3 separate regions of the Sus scrofa genome follow, and regions 1 and 2 are each linked to region 3. Evidence: chromatin contacts called from public Hi-C and promoter capture Hi-C data. All regions are on one chromosome and are shown on one strand. The core of a region is the stretch at or near the end of the contact, and the rest is flanking DNA. Distances in the headings are between cores, read along the strand shown. Region 1 overlaps CHD7 (chromodomain-helicase-DNA-binding protein 7). Region 2 holds the start of RAB2A (ras-related protein Rab-2A). Region 3 holds the start of CHD7 (chromodomain-helicase-DNA-binding protein 7).

What was found. Promoter capture Hi-C pulls out the DNA fragments that hold promoters and counts their contacts. Hi-C and Micro-C count contacts between places; a contact is called where the count stands out from the background.
Region 1: a promoter capture Hi-C map of liver shows a contact between it and region 3, with 2.7 times the contacts expected there. The contact joins the enhancer-like site here to the promoter of CHD7 in region 3. A contact is called at or near these places in 1 of 5 promoter capture datasets (liver) and 7 of 47 Hi-C or Micro-C datasets (fetal heart ventricle, fetal liver, heart right ventricle and 2 more).
Region 2: a contact with region 3 is called in a Hi-C map of liver, with 5 times the contacts expected there. The contact joins the promoter of RAB2A here to the promoter of CHD7 in region 3. A contact is called at or near these places in 4 of 47 Hi-C or Micro-C datasets (heart right ventricle, liver and skeletal muscle) and 1 of 2 datasets of contacts at active chromatin or transcription factors (alveolar macrophages).

Annotation. Positions count from the first base shown.
Region 1 is chr4:72,688,207-72,692,872 of Sscrofa11.1, forward strand. CHD7 (chromodomain-helicase-DNA-binding protein 7) reads right to left here. Exons shown (of 37, transcript XM_021089334.1): 2 at 4,292-4,666. Among named protein-coding and RNA genes, the nearest start is that of CHD7, 64 kb to the right of the region's middle. Within about 2 kb of position 1,560, at least 12 of the 83 cell types and tissues checked have an H3K27ac peak or open chromatin away from gene starts, as enhancers often do. A contact at or near this core is called in fetal liver and liver, where this site is marked.
Region 2 is chr4:72,880,427-72,884,854 of Sscrofa11.1, forward strand. RAB2A (ras-related protein Rab-2A) reads right to left here and starts at 1,757. Exons shown (of 8, transcript XM_001926704.6): 1 at 1,369-1,757. The coding sequence starts at 1,414.
Region 3 is chr4:72,752,609-72,756,977 of Sscrofa11.1, forward strand. It overlaps CHD7 (chromodomain-helicase-DNA-binding protein 7), which reads right to left and starts at 1,835. Exons shown (of 37, transcript XM_021089334.1): 1 at 1,506-1,835.

The sequences.
Region 1 (4,666 bases), core at 310-2,809, 65 kb before region 3:
CAGTAGGTAGTTCCTCTACTCAGAAACCACAGACTCTGGGTGGGTCTCAAAGTGGGGCTGGGGCCCTGGGAGGTCAGACTCTGTTTGTAAGGACACTGAGAAGCTGTCTGCCTTTTACTCTCATTCTTTCCAAATCCAAGTGGACTTGGCCAGAGGCTTGTGACCTGCACGCCGACTGCAGGCAGAAGCATATGTCAGAACCCAACATTTTAGAAAATGTAAAACAATGCCATTAATTTCCTCGTGTTTTGGAAAACAGCAGCTTTCCAGTTAAAAATGTGATTTATATTAACTAACACATAGTGGTTTACTATTTTATTTAAATTTATAATTTATTTTATTTCTTATTTATTTAAACTGTCCTCAGTTTAAATTCCTAGGACAATAAATACCAACACAGAGAACCCATATAAACAAAGGCTCTTTGGAGTCCCCATTCATGTTTTTTTTTTTTTTTCCTCCCTTCTTCTTTTTTTTTTTAATCTTTTTTTTAGATGAACCTGTGGCATACAGAAGTTCCTGGCCTGGGGTCTAATCAGAGCTGCAGCTTCGGCCTACACCACAACCACAGCGATGGGGGATCTGAGCCACATCTGCAACCTACACTGCAGCTTGTGGCAATGCCAGATCCTTAAACTACAGATAGAACCTGCATTCTCATGGATACTCTGTCGGGTTCTTGACCCACTGAGCCACAACAGGAATTCCCCCAATAATTTTTAAGAGCATAAAAGGGTCTGAGATCCAGAGAAAGACAAATACTGTATGATTTCACTTATAGTGGAATCTACAAAAACAAATGAACAAACATAACAGGAACAGAGTCACAGATACAGAGAACAAACAGGCTATTTGCCAGAAAGGAGGGGGTTGGGGCGGGGGGTGGGGGAGAAGAGAAAGTGGTGAGGGACATTAGGACGTACAAACTTCAGTTGCAAAATACATGTCACAGGTGTGGAAGTGTGGAGGATACAGTCAACAATTATGTAATGTCTCTGTAGGGTGATTGTGATAATCAGTTTGAACTGCACAGAAATAGCAAAGCGCTCTGTTGTGTAACAGGAACTCACACAGTGCTGTAAGGCCATCGTACTTCAAACGCAAAGCAAAAAAATTCATAGGAAAAGAGATCAGCTCTGTGGTTACCAGAGGCGGGGGAGGGAAGCAGATGAAGGCGGTCAGAAGGTACAACCTTCCAGTTATAAGATAAATAAGCAGCAGGCATGGAATGTACACCAGGGTAAATATATGGACACTGCTTTGTGTTACACAGGAACGTTGTTAAGAGAGTAAACCTTAAGAGGTCTCATCACAAGGGGAAAAAACTAAACTGCTTCTTTAGTTTTGTACTTAGATGGTGGGTGTTCACTAAACTGACCGTGACAATCACTGCATGAGGTATGCAGATCGAATCATTACACTTTACACAGTGCCGCAGGTCCACTAGAGCTCAATCAAACTGGAAGACAAGAATTAGAAATGTAAATGAGTAGCATAATCATAGAGAGATGGACAGATAAGTAAGTCTGAGATGAAAAGGGAACCACTATCCTCATGAGCTTCTGAAAAGAAGTAGAAGCTAGGGTTGGTTTTTGTTTGTTTGTTTTCTTTCTTCTTCCCCTGTAAATTTGGTCACATCATCAGGCTGGTCTGGAGCTTTCATTAAAGACTGCGTGCACACAGTGCACACACAGCCTGATGAACTCTGGCCTTGGTTCTCATGTTTTCTTTTGCTGACTCTTCAATATAAACTTATCTTCAAAGATACCTAAACATGTGACACAATTTAGAAGATATCTGTTCATTACTCATGAAACATTTGAAAAGCATAACTTCTATCTTCAAGAAGTAAAAGACCCAAGATCAAAAAGTCAAGATACGAAGTTCCTGTTATGGCGCAGCAGAAACGAATGCAACTAGCAACCCTGAGGTTGCAGGTTTGATCCCTGGCCCCACTCAGTGGGTTAAGGATCTGGCATTGCCGTGAGATGTGGTGTATGTCGCAGATGTGACTGGGAACCTGCGCTGCTGTGGCTCTGGCGTAGGCCGGCAGCGGCAGCTCCGATTTGACCCCCAGCCTGGGAACCTCCATATGTGGCAAGTGCGGCCCTAAAAAGCAAGTGTACTTGTTTACACCCCTTAAACAATTCCAAGTTCGTCTGTGATGGCGACTCAAGAAGGTGGAGCTGGAGGGACACGGAGATATGCCTGGTGTCCCCCAGCATCTACCAGGGCCCAGCACGTTCACAGAGGCCCCCAGCGCTCAGGGACTCGGGCTCCACATACTCAAACGCATCCTCTCAGATGCCTATGGAGAAATCTATACTCCGAAAACCAGGGAATGCTGGAAGAGAACAATTCCCCTCCAGGGATCAGGTTATGGTCAAGGGGTCTCCTGCAAACTGGGCTCATCCCCAGGGAGGAGAGATGTTGGGATCAGGAGAGGTCTGAGGACCACTGCTCTGAAAGAGCTCATGTTTAATAAGAAAATTTCAAGGAACAAGAAAAGAATAATCCCTAGAAACTAAGCCATGTTCATCTCTGCCCTAGAGGCCAACCAAGTTGGCCAGAGGCCCCAGCATCTAATAGACAGCCTTTCTCATCTCCCTTTTCACGCTGTCCATGGTCTTAGAAGCCCATTCCCATCATTGCAGGTTAGCTGGGCTCTAGGGACAGGAGCAGATCTCTCCTGGGCAGTGCCAGTCAGGTGGCTGAAGCTCGTGTACCTCACAACCACCACTGACTCTGGAGCTCCTCCCGAGGGTCCCCAAGTGTGCAGGACCTCTAAGGACAGCTTCCCCAAAACCCCCTCATGTCCTGTGTTCTCAGGTTCTGAGGAGACCTTTCCAACCCCTCAGCCCCACCAAGGCTGAGGCTTCTGAGTCTCTGATCTAAATGCCTCTCCAAGCAGGACACCCTGAAAGGCTCTGTTTCCTGTGCCAACCCTTTTATTTCCACATAGCTTCAATCCATTCTGTTCCCTGATCCCTGGCTCCTGGTACGAACTGTCCTCACAGGCTTAGACCAGAGACTCACAGCTCACCTGCTGGTTTCCCAGCCATCCGGAGTACCATCCTGCGTACACTGTCGAGTGGGTATCACTGGCTCCTGGGTGCAGTCCAGATTCTTTACAGAATACCACACCTCTAGTGCCTGGCCCTGCCCTGCCCTGCTGTGAACTCAATTTCCTATGTCCCCATGTCCCCTCTGACAACCATCCCCCAACCTGAAATGCCCTCCTGGATTCAAGGCCCTGGTTAAGTCCCAGCCAAACTCCTGGGCGCCTCGTCCGTGGTGCCGCTGCTCTGACTTCTGTCACAGCATCATGCATGGTCTTTCACTCCACTCTAGACTGTCATGCATGGGTCATGTTTCCCCAAACGGATTATAAGTTCATTAGGAACAACCACTGTGCCTACAGCTGCTCTAGGCACACTGTGCCATCCACGCTCCGGCTGCCATCACAGTGGAACAGCAATGCATGTTTTTGAACAGCACTCAGAATACTCTGTACATGCAGACATTAATTTCGTTCTCCCAGACCTAGGGCACAAACACCAACATTTATAATGGAAAGGTCTCTTTGTAAATACTAGAGCCTAAAACCTCAATCTCTTTGCTTATAAATTCTGTACAATGAAATCCCAGCTTGGAAGGAAGACTCCTGCTTTCAGTTCTGGGTGCCCAGATCTCCTAGAGACCAAACACTTCCTGTGGAGGATCATTTACTTTGATTTTCCACAGTCTGCAATTTAAGTTCACGCTAACATTCAACAGTTGGTGAAATGAGTATATGACAGAAGAACTGATTTTGTAGCTTCCCAAGGGAAAAAAAAATACAATTTTCTAAAAAAAGTGGGCAGGACAACCACGAACACATAAAACTTTGCTGGAAACCAACTTTCAGTATATTTTTAAACCAGAGTGAAGAGAGAGAGAGAAGAAAAAAGAGAAGGAAAAAAAACATTTAAGTCCAGGGTTGGTCACCCTGCTGGCAATGAGAACAGAGCTCCTCGCAGGCAGGAACCAGCCTTAGTTTTCTATGCACCCTCAGCTCCAGCGCAGCTCCTGGGACAGGAGGATTCAAGATTTTTTTTGAGGAAGCCAATGAGTGAGAGAGTAAATCAGGGAGTCACAGGGGAAAAACAGAGATTCTGGAGCAGCTTACAAGATAAAAACTAACGAAGGATGTCGTAATGAAAAGGCTTTTCACGAAGCTTAAAGGAAGACCCCACGCGACCCTCGGAGCGGCCCCATCGCCGCCACGAGGCAGGCACAACCCAACCCTTACCTGCGGCACAGGCACTTTCTGCGGGGTGTTCTGGGGCGACGGGTGGAGCTGTGCCCAGGGCTGGTGGTGCGGGTGTGGGGGCGAAGGCTGGTGGTGCAGGCCCGGGTGGGGCTGCAGCGGAGGGCAGGTTGGCAACTGCTGGAAGGACGGCTGCTGGCCGGGGTGCTGCTGGCCGGGGAGCAGTCGTTCCTGGAGGGCCTGCGGGTCGGCGAGGCCCACGCCAGGACACCCGTTCGGTCTCAGGTGCCCGGCCAGCTCCCTTGGGGCTGAGGACATGCCCATAAACGGACGGGACTGCTGCATGTTCCGGGGTCCCACGCTCCTCTGTCCGATGCCCAGGGCCCCCGGGGGCGGGTGGGGCACGGTGGGGTAACT
Region 2 (4,428 bases), core at 507-3,006, 130 kb after region 3:
CTCTTCCAATCTTAATTTTACAGACTAAATCAAAATTAGCCAGTGGGCTTTAGAACGCCTGGTCCTTCTTCAAGTAGGCTCAGCATTTTTACAAGTATATAAATTTGCTACTGAACATGTGCAAAACACAGGACTTTACGCAGAAAACCATCCTGTTTCCACACACACACACACACACACACCAAAAAACCTTGCTGAAAAACTATATTTACAGCATAAAAGCTTTCCTTTTAGGAAGAATGATTCTTGTGTTACTTATTCAATCTGCCCTATCACTAGTGCAACCACAGGCTGCTGCTTACATTTCCAAAGTTGTGCAAAGGTTCCAAAGTTGTGCAAGAGTCATCACTGAAATCAGACCCTGGTATATTAATAGTTATAATACCTGAACAAGTCTTAGTTTTATTATTAGATGAAAAGCAATGCCAGAAATCACAGATATTAAAAATATATTTTCAATGATTTTTATTACTTTATCGTGAAATGCATTGGGATGTTATTTTAAGTGAGAATAACTGAATTCTTTCTGCTTTAAATGGACATCAGGTCACCTGAACACTGGCAGTTGTGAGCCTGGATCTGAGGTATCAGAAAAAAAATCTGTGTCCCCAGCAGATACACCGACACACGCTCATTAGCAAACACCCAGGGCAATGAACGACCTTGCATTACTATCAAATAATCCTAGTTCACACACGGCAAAAGTCGACAGAACTCTTTCACGCTTTAATGACCTCGAAAGGGATCCCCCAGGTGTCAAGTAATGGAATGTGACTTATCCTGATTTACGCGTTGATAGGAATAAGAATACACACATACATACATATATATATAATTGTTTTTTAAGGCTCCCGTCTCTCTCTCAGCTGGCTTTCCCATACCAGGGAGCGCATTGCCCAGGCCTGGGCAAATGCGTGGTGGAAGGTGGGACGGGTCAGGAAACCCAAGACCCTCCTCCCATCATCACCTTCTGCTCTCCTCTGCCCCCTTTCCCTTTCTCGAAGGCGGCGGAGAGGCCCAAGGTGAGGGGCCTTGGCCAGGGAGTGTAATCATCTGAGTCAGGCTCTGGCGGCCCCGGACTAGGTCGGCCCTCCTGTCATACACTCCGTAGGCCGCGCGTCGAAACGGCTGCTGCGGTCCCCAGGTGCGCAGGGCCGGCCGGGCTGGGGGTCTGCGGGCCAGGCCCGGCCAGGCCGCGGCCGCTCGCAGTGCCCACGTCACCAGCTCCAGCACTGCGGAAATGGAGCTGCGCGGCCGGCGGGGAGGCGCCCGGCCGCGTCGGCGCCCGCGCCGCGGCCAGACGTCGTTTGCCCCTGAGCCCCGGCCCGGAGGCCGCCGCCACCCGCCCGGATGCGCCCGGGGCCTCACCTGTGTCGCCGATGATGATGTACTTGAAGAGATAGGCGTACGCCATGGCCGCGGCCGCTTGGTGCCAGGGCACACGGCTCCTCCTCCTGCTACTGCTCCTCCTCCTCCGCGCCCCTCACCCCGGCGCCGCTCGGCCTTGAAACGCCAGGCCCCGCCCGCCGCAGCCGCCGCCGTCGCCGTCAGCCGTGGGGAGCGAGGTGCCGAGAGGAAGCGGGACGAACCGACAGGCGAGAGGGGCCGAGCTGAAGCGCGACAAACCGATACCCACGGAGACCAGGGAGACAGCGCCCGGCCCAGCTCAGTCGAACAATAACAGCCTTCGCGGCGCCTCCGCCCCGCCTCCGCGCCGACCCGGAAGTGCTGCAGCCGCCGGCGCCGCCGGGGGAAAGGGGAGGAGCACCGCACGCCGGCCGCACCCCGCCCCGCCGGCCGGAGCCCCGCCCCCCCGGAGCCCCGCCCAGGGCCGCGCTTGCCGCGCCCGACCGCCCCGTCCGCCCCGAGCCGGGCGAGGCCGGGCGTTTGTCGTTCTCCGGCACTTTTGAACGGGAGACCGCGGCGGCTGGGAGACGCTGGGGGAGGGGAGGGGACGTGCGGCTCCGTCGCTGCGGCGCGCGCGGTGCCGCGTTCTTCCGCCCTGCGGTGGGGACGCAGGGCACGTGGTGGGAAGCGGGCTGTCGCGTTAGGCGCAGGGCCTGCCCCGGGCTGGTGAGAGATGTTAGGAAAGGATCCGGCCGCTCGGGGCGGGGTTGGAGGGCGAAAGTATTTATGCGCTGCTGGACAGGACTTTGACAGTGAAAATGGAAGTATTTGTAAATTTGAAACCGTAAATCGGGGAATGTGCGGTGAACCATGGTATGCCCCTGTGGTGGAATACTACGCTGTCTTAGTTTTTTTAGAAAAAGCCTGACTTAAGAACAAGGCATAGGACTTATATATTTATGTTTTATGCATTATTTATGTTATAAGTATTATCAATATACAGTTGTCTAATATGTATAAGTGACAGAATATATATTGTACATTTATAAGCAACATTTTTTATAGCAATATAAATAATTTTTTTACTGTTTTGTAGAAAAATAAGAGCTGCACTTAAAATACCCATATGTACTTAATCGGAAAGGATACTACTGGCACCACGGGAAGGTGGGGGGGTATGGAATTGGAGGAAAGATCTACTTTCCACTGATGTTTTGAGTGCAGTTTGAAATTTTTGCAGTATTTATGAATTATCTGTTGAAAAATGCCTTAAAAGGGAAAAAACAAAGTAACTTATTTGTTCATTCCAATAACACTGAGTACGTACTCTTTCCTGCACTGCTAGGCACTAGAACTAAAGGCAGACCCTGTTCAAAAGGAGCACTGATTTGGGAATGAGGTGGAGGACAGAGTTAGTTTTAAGTGTCAGGATAGGTTACCAAGAGAATAGGATGTCTGAACCAGAAATATGAAGGATGAGTAAGTGTTTGTCAAAAGGACAAAAAGTAGGGGATGAGAAATGAAGTCAAGTCACAAGGAACCATGTGCAAAGTTCCTGGATCTGTTAAGGGAATTTCAGATTGCACAAGGAAGTGCATCTGCTAACCCATGGCCTCTGCTGTTGGCAGTGGAAGGAGAGTCAGTGCTAGGACAGAAGGGACTGGGATTTAGTGGCTCAGATTCCTGTTGCCCAATATTTTCCTTTCCCTTTTGGAATCTGTCATTCTACCGACCCCTCTGTGCTGGTCTGGCAGTGGTTGGTTGCTGCATAATTTGAATGGCGTTTCCAAATGTCAACTCAGGCTTTTGTGTTTTTATTTTTTTAAGTGTTTGGAGGGGATTTTCAGATAGCAGACGAAAGCTTGACATGAGAAATTACCTGGAATTGTATCATCTGGCTCACTCATCTTTAGTTTGGGAGAGAAGAGGTTCCTGCTCAAGACCTCCAATGTTCCAAAGGCCATTTTGTCCCTCCTCTCCGAGTGCTTTCCCTCACGTCTTTCCTAGTGATAGATGTCCAGAAAGTCCCCACCTTCCAGAAGAAACTCAGTTCCATATTATTCTCAGAGGTATGTCCTCTACCCATAGCCTGAGCAAGGCATCTCTATGAGGATGTTATGTGAAAGCCTAGCATCCTTACAATCAGATCTATTTCTATATTGTTAGCAGAGGTGAGCAGTGGGGGTCGTCCCTGATGCCAGGTCATGCGAGGCCCTGTAGCTGTGTCAGTATGCGCGCAGAACTTTACCCAGGGAACACATGAGAAACTGTGAAGAGAAAGGTCAGAATTGCACATGTTAAAAAAAATCATAGAAATGGATATGTATGGAGCTACAGAGGCCATGCGGTGCCAAGAAAAGAATTTAGGAAATCTGCTTTTGACCTTGGTCTTACCACAAACTGATTGGATCATTGTGACAAATGTTTGGCCTCTTAGAGCTGAGATGCACTCATGTAAAGCCAAGGAGTTAAGTGTTACCAGAAGGGTCTGTCCCAGATCTAAAGTCCTTTAATTTTAAGTCTTTCCACCTCCAGATTGAAAGCACCTGTAAAGCAGATCAGGGCTACAGGAGTCAAGTGTATATTGTTCTTACACAGAACTGAAAGGCATTACTTAGTGCACAAGAATTGTAATGATCAGCAGTTTTGAAAAGAGCAAGGACTGGATTTTCAAGTCCCTCCATGAGCCTCGGTTCCCTTGTCTGAAAATGTAGGGAATAACTGCCTCACAAAGTCAGTTTAGGATCAAATGAGATAATGTATATGAAGACATTGTGTAAGTTATGAAAAATTATACTTAACACATGAAATTCTTTAGTGCTCCAAAATTTAAAAAAAAAAAATTGCCCTGAGTGAATAAAGGCCTGATCACTATACAAATTCATGTTTAAAAATCAGCTCCATACTTGTTGCTATTTTATCTCTATATTTTTTCTACATGTAATTCATAGTATTTTGTTATATTTTCTCTAAGCCCATATGCTAAATTAAATTCTCTTTGAAACCATGCAGGGTATAAATAAAAACCACACAAACTTCATTTTAAACATTTTATTTAGCACCCACAATCCAAAAACGTTT
Region 3 (4,369 bases), core at 585-3,084:
GCACTCCCCGCCCGTCCGCTCTACGGGGGCGCTCACAAAGCGGGCGGCCGGCCGGGAGTTTGGGGTGCGCTCCCACGGCGCGGGGCTCCTCGAGGCTGAGCCATCCGGAGAAAGGCGGCTCGGTAATGATGGCTGCTCGGGGCCGGCGGCTCCTTCCCCGGAGCCTCCCGAACCACCCCCCCTCCCGGGATCCGCCGCCCTCCCCCCTCCCCCGTGCCGCGCTCACCCCGCGCCGACGCGGCTGCCCCGCACCGCAGCCCACCCGGTGCCCGCGCCCCCCGCACCCCCGGCGAGCCCAGTTCCCGGTGCGAACCAAACAAACAACGCGTCCCCGCCGCCCTCCTTCCTCTCCCCGCTGACCGCTTGGCCTCCAGCCACCTCGGGCCGATCACGCTCCGAACCGCGGATCTCCGAGAGGGCAGAGCGCACCCGGGCCACCTCGGGGGCCACCTGGTGACCCCCCCCCCGGGCGCTGACCCCCGAAGGGTTCGGGGATGGGTGAGCCGAGTTGCCTCCGGGGGCTTAAAGTCGCTATTATGCAGGCGCCGCCGCCGCTGGCCCGGCCAGCTCGGCAAGGTGGGGTCCCCTCCTCGCCGCGCCTCCCCGCGCTCGCCCCGGCCCCGCTCCCTTTCTTCTCCTCCTCGCGCACTTGGGAGCCGCCGGGGCGCCCCGGGAACCCCAGCTCCGGGCTCGCAACTCCACGCCCGCGGCCGGCACAGGCCGGGCTCGGGACGCCCCCAGCGCCGCGTGTTCGCGCCGCCCTCGCCCCACGCGGCGCCCCGCGCACTTTCCTCGCCGCAGACCCACCTCGCCCGGTGGCCGTCCCCGCGCGGGCCGGCGCCGCCGCGCCAGGAGGGACGCACTTTGTTCGCGCCGGTGCGGCCGCCGCTCCCGGCGAGCGCGGCGTGGTCGGTCCGGAGCGGGGGGCGGGGGCGGGAGGCGGGGGTCGCCGCCGTCCCCGAGCCGCCGCCGCCGCCGCCGCCGCGGCTCAGCCGCCCCGCGCCCGCGCGCCCATCGCCCACTCGCACTTGAGTTGCAGCCCAACTTTTCCTCCTTCCTTTTTCTTTCGAATGGAGCCGGCAACTCGTGCTCGGCGCCGGCGGGAGGAAACGCGCTCGCGCTCCCCCGCGCGCAGACACGCTCCCTCCTGTCCCCGTCCCCCCCCACGCCGGCAGCACAACAAAAAGCCATTTACATGCGAGGAAGTGACCCTCGGCCGGACCGCGCGCACCCGCCACCGCCGGCCCTGCGGACGCAGGCAAAAGTTGGGGCGCCGGACGGCGCTCCGGGCGCGGGTTCGGGCCCCGCGGGCGGCGACGCCGGCGACACAGCTCGGGCGGCGCTGCGCTCCTGCGCCGGCCCCGGCCCCCGCCCGCCCTCGCCCCTCGCCCCGCACACGCCCAACTCCTCGCTCCCAACTCCTCGCGCGGCCCCGGCCCCGGCCCGGAGCGATTTCCTGCCGCCGCCGCCCCTCCCGGAGGCGCCCGGCGAACTCTCGCGCTTACCCGGTCGGTCGGGCTCCTCCGCTGCCCTGTGCCGAGGAGAAAACAAAACGCAGAGCGGGCTCCGGAGTTGGCTCGGCGGCCGCGGCCAGGGGGCTGAATCCACGGGCACGGAGTTGGCCGGGGGCGAATGGGGCTCTGGCGAGTTTCAGGGTCTCCGGGTCCCCAGGCCGCCTTCTCAGCGGCGCTCCTTTGTGTAATTTCACTCGATTCAAGTTTAATCCGATAGTTCCCGAGCACGAGCGCGTCCGCACTACCACGGCTCAACCCCCGCGCCGCCGCCGCCGCCGCCGCCGCCGCCGCCACCGCTGCCGCCGCCGCCGCCGCCGCCGCGGCCCCAGCACGCCAGCGCCTGCGCGCGCCCGGCACGCCGCGCGCGCCCGATGTCGCGGGGCCGCGCCCGCCCGCCGCCGGCTCCCTCCGCGTCGCGCCCGCGCCCGCGCCCGCGCGCCGCCACCTGACGTCAGGCGCGCCTGGCATAATTTATGCAAGAATTCGGCCGGGGTGGCGGAGGCCGAGGGAGAAGCCGAGGGAAAGGGGGCGGCGCGGGGCTTCGGGGCCGCGGGCTGCGGAGGGCGGGCCGGGCGCCACTTCCCGTCCCCGGGCGGGCGCCGGCGCTGCGGGCGGTTCTCCTCGCGGGCCGGTGCGCGGCCGCCGCGCCGCCTTCCTGGCCCTGCTCTCCCGAGCGCTCCGCCGCCGCGCGGCAGCGCCGGGGGCGCGGGCTGGAGAGGGTGCCACGTTTCCCCGCGCGGCACCTTCCCGGAGGCCGGGTGCGCCGCCCGCGGGCAGGAAGCGGCGGCTGGGCCGGCGGCGATCCTCCCAGCCGCGGCGAGGGGCTTCCGACGCTACGCGGACGGCAGCGGCTCGCGGGGTTGGGACGCCTCTTCTGCAATTATCCTTCAACTTGAAATGATTTTCCCACATGAAATGATTTAGAATGGGCACGCTCCATTTCCAGTAGATTTCTCCTGCGTCTCCACTTTGCCTGCTAACCCAACCCTACCTCCTCGTTGACAGGACAGCCGGATCCGCTACTAAATCAAAAAGTTTAACTAGATGGCGTGGATTTTGTTGTATTTGTTACCATGCCAAAAAAGGGAGAGAGAGCGCAATGGTTATGAAACAAAGAAATAGGTTGTGTGCCCATTATTAAACGTGTCAGGACTGGAGTGTTTTCGTCATTCTTTGGCCAAAATGGCACTTTTGTGTGATCTCCTAGGCTGAAATATTCAAGCCTCTTTATTCTTGTTTCTCTTCCCGATACAAAATGAATGTTAAACCTGGAGAAATTTTTCTTTTACCAATTTTCCCTTTAGGAGATAGATCTGCAAACATTTATCAAGCACCTTTTATGTGGAAAATACCAAGCAATTATAATTCTTTTAAACTGTCAACTGTTGTACACCCGAAGATGATATTGTTAGGTAAACGATTACGTTTGTTTTTAAATCAAGGAAGAAACATATTAGCCAAACTCGGTCCTGTGTAATAGATACAGAGTAAAGCGACATGCTATTATTGGACTCCAAAATAAACTCAGAAAATTGTAAAACTGTGCAAAATATAATTTCTTCTCGTTTAGCATCTGTAGTGCTGACTGTCAAGTATTTCTGCTTGAACCAAAGATTAATCAAAATGATTACCCTACAAGTGTGATTATCCTAGACTTAATCACTAAAACATTTATAGTAATGATTTTCTAAAGATTTGTTATATTATACTGTCATTTATTGAAATGCTCTGGTTTGGGCTTGTTTTCATCATATATTTGAATGGTCTTTTGAAAGAGGTAAATGTTTTATTCAAGGGATTTACACATAAACAGCAGAAAGAAGGTTGGTGCTACAGAAAATTCTTAAATTAAAAAAATTAGGAAACACTAAAAACTTCTGCCTTTCTTTATAGTCCATTTCATAAACCAAGAATCAGAATTCCGAGGTTAGGCTGATATCTCCCTTAAGTTTACATCTCTCAATGAAAGCATATGGGGGATGTTTTGGGGGGTGTTGGGGGCAGGGGATCATGGTTAAAGACATGTCTACAAAGAAATCACTAGTGCTGGACCATATTAGAGGACATAAAAGTGGCCTAGAAGGGATTATCTTTTATCTTTTACAATATGCCCAGCTCATTGTCAGATGTCCATGTATTTCAAGTCAATTTTCAAGCTTTAAAAAATCTACATGTAGTGAAAGCATATTAGTTAACCTTTAATTAACAAATACTATTGACTATGAGGAAGTCCCCCTGTGCTCTTGTATATTTAACAAGAAGTGAGGACACTTCCCTTTGAAACATGAGAAATGGTAGAAGAGTTCAGCCAAAGCTCTAGGTGGAAACAAATAGCCCTGCAGCCCCTCTCTGGTTTAATCTCCCTCCTTGTCCCACTGAGGTTCTGATAGCCAGGATGGAGAAGTCCCCAAGCTCTCAGAAGTCGTCCTGGGGCAGAGCTGGACAGGCCTTGGGGAGGCCTCAGGGGCAAACTCCTGGCAGCTCTGGCCTGCTTAGATCAAAACCTCCACAACCCCACTACCCTCTAGCCTCCAAAGTTTTCTCTCCATTTGCTTCACTGTTGAAGTTTTCCCATTGAGAATAATTTGAATTCACAAGCTTTCCCTTTAAGTATGCAAATACCTTCAGGAGAGATAAGGAACTCCAGGTCCTTCACAGATGAGTGTAAATTAGTTCAATGGATGGTTTTCCTCCCACCACCTAGCTGGAACTAACAAATTTAGAGATTTATTCATTCATTCAACATTGAGTGTCTAAGAGGTTCCAGGCCTTGTTCTAGGTGCTGGAGATACAGCCCTGAACGAAACTGACCTCGGAGTGTACAAGCTAATGGGTTGATAGTTTGGAGATAGTAC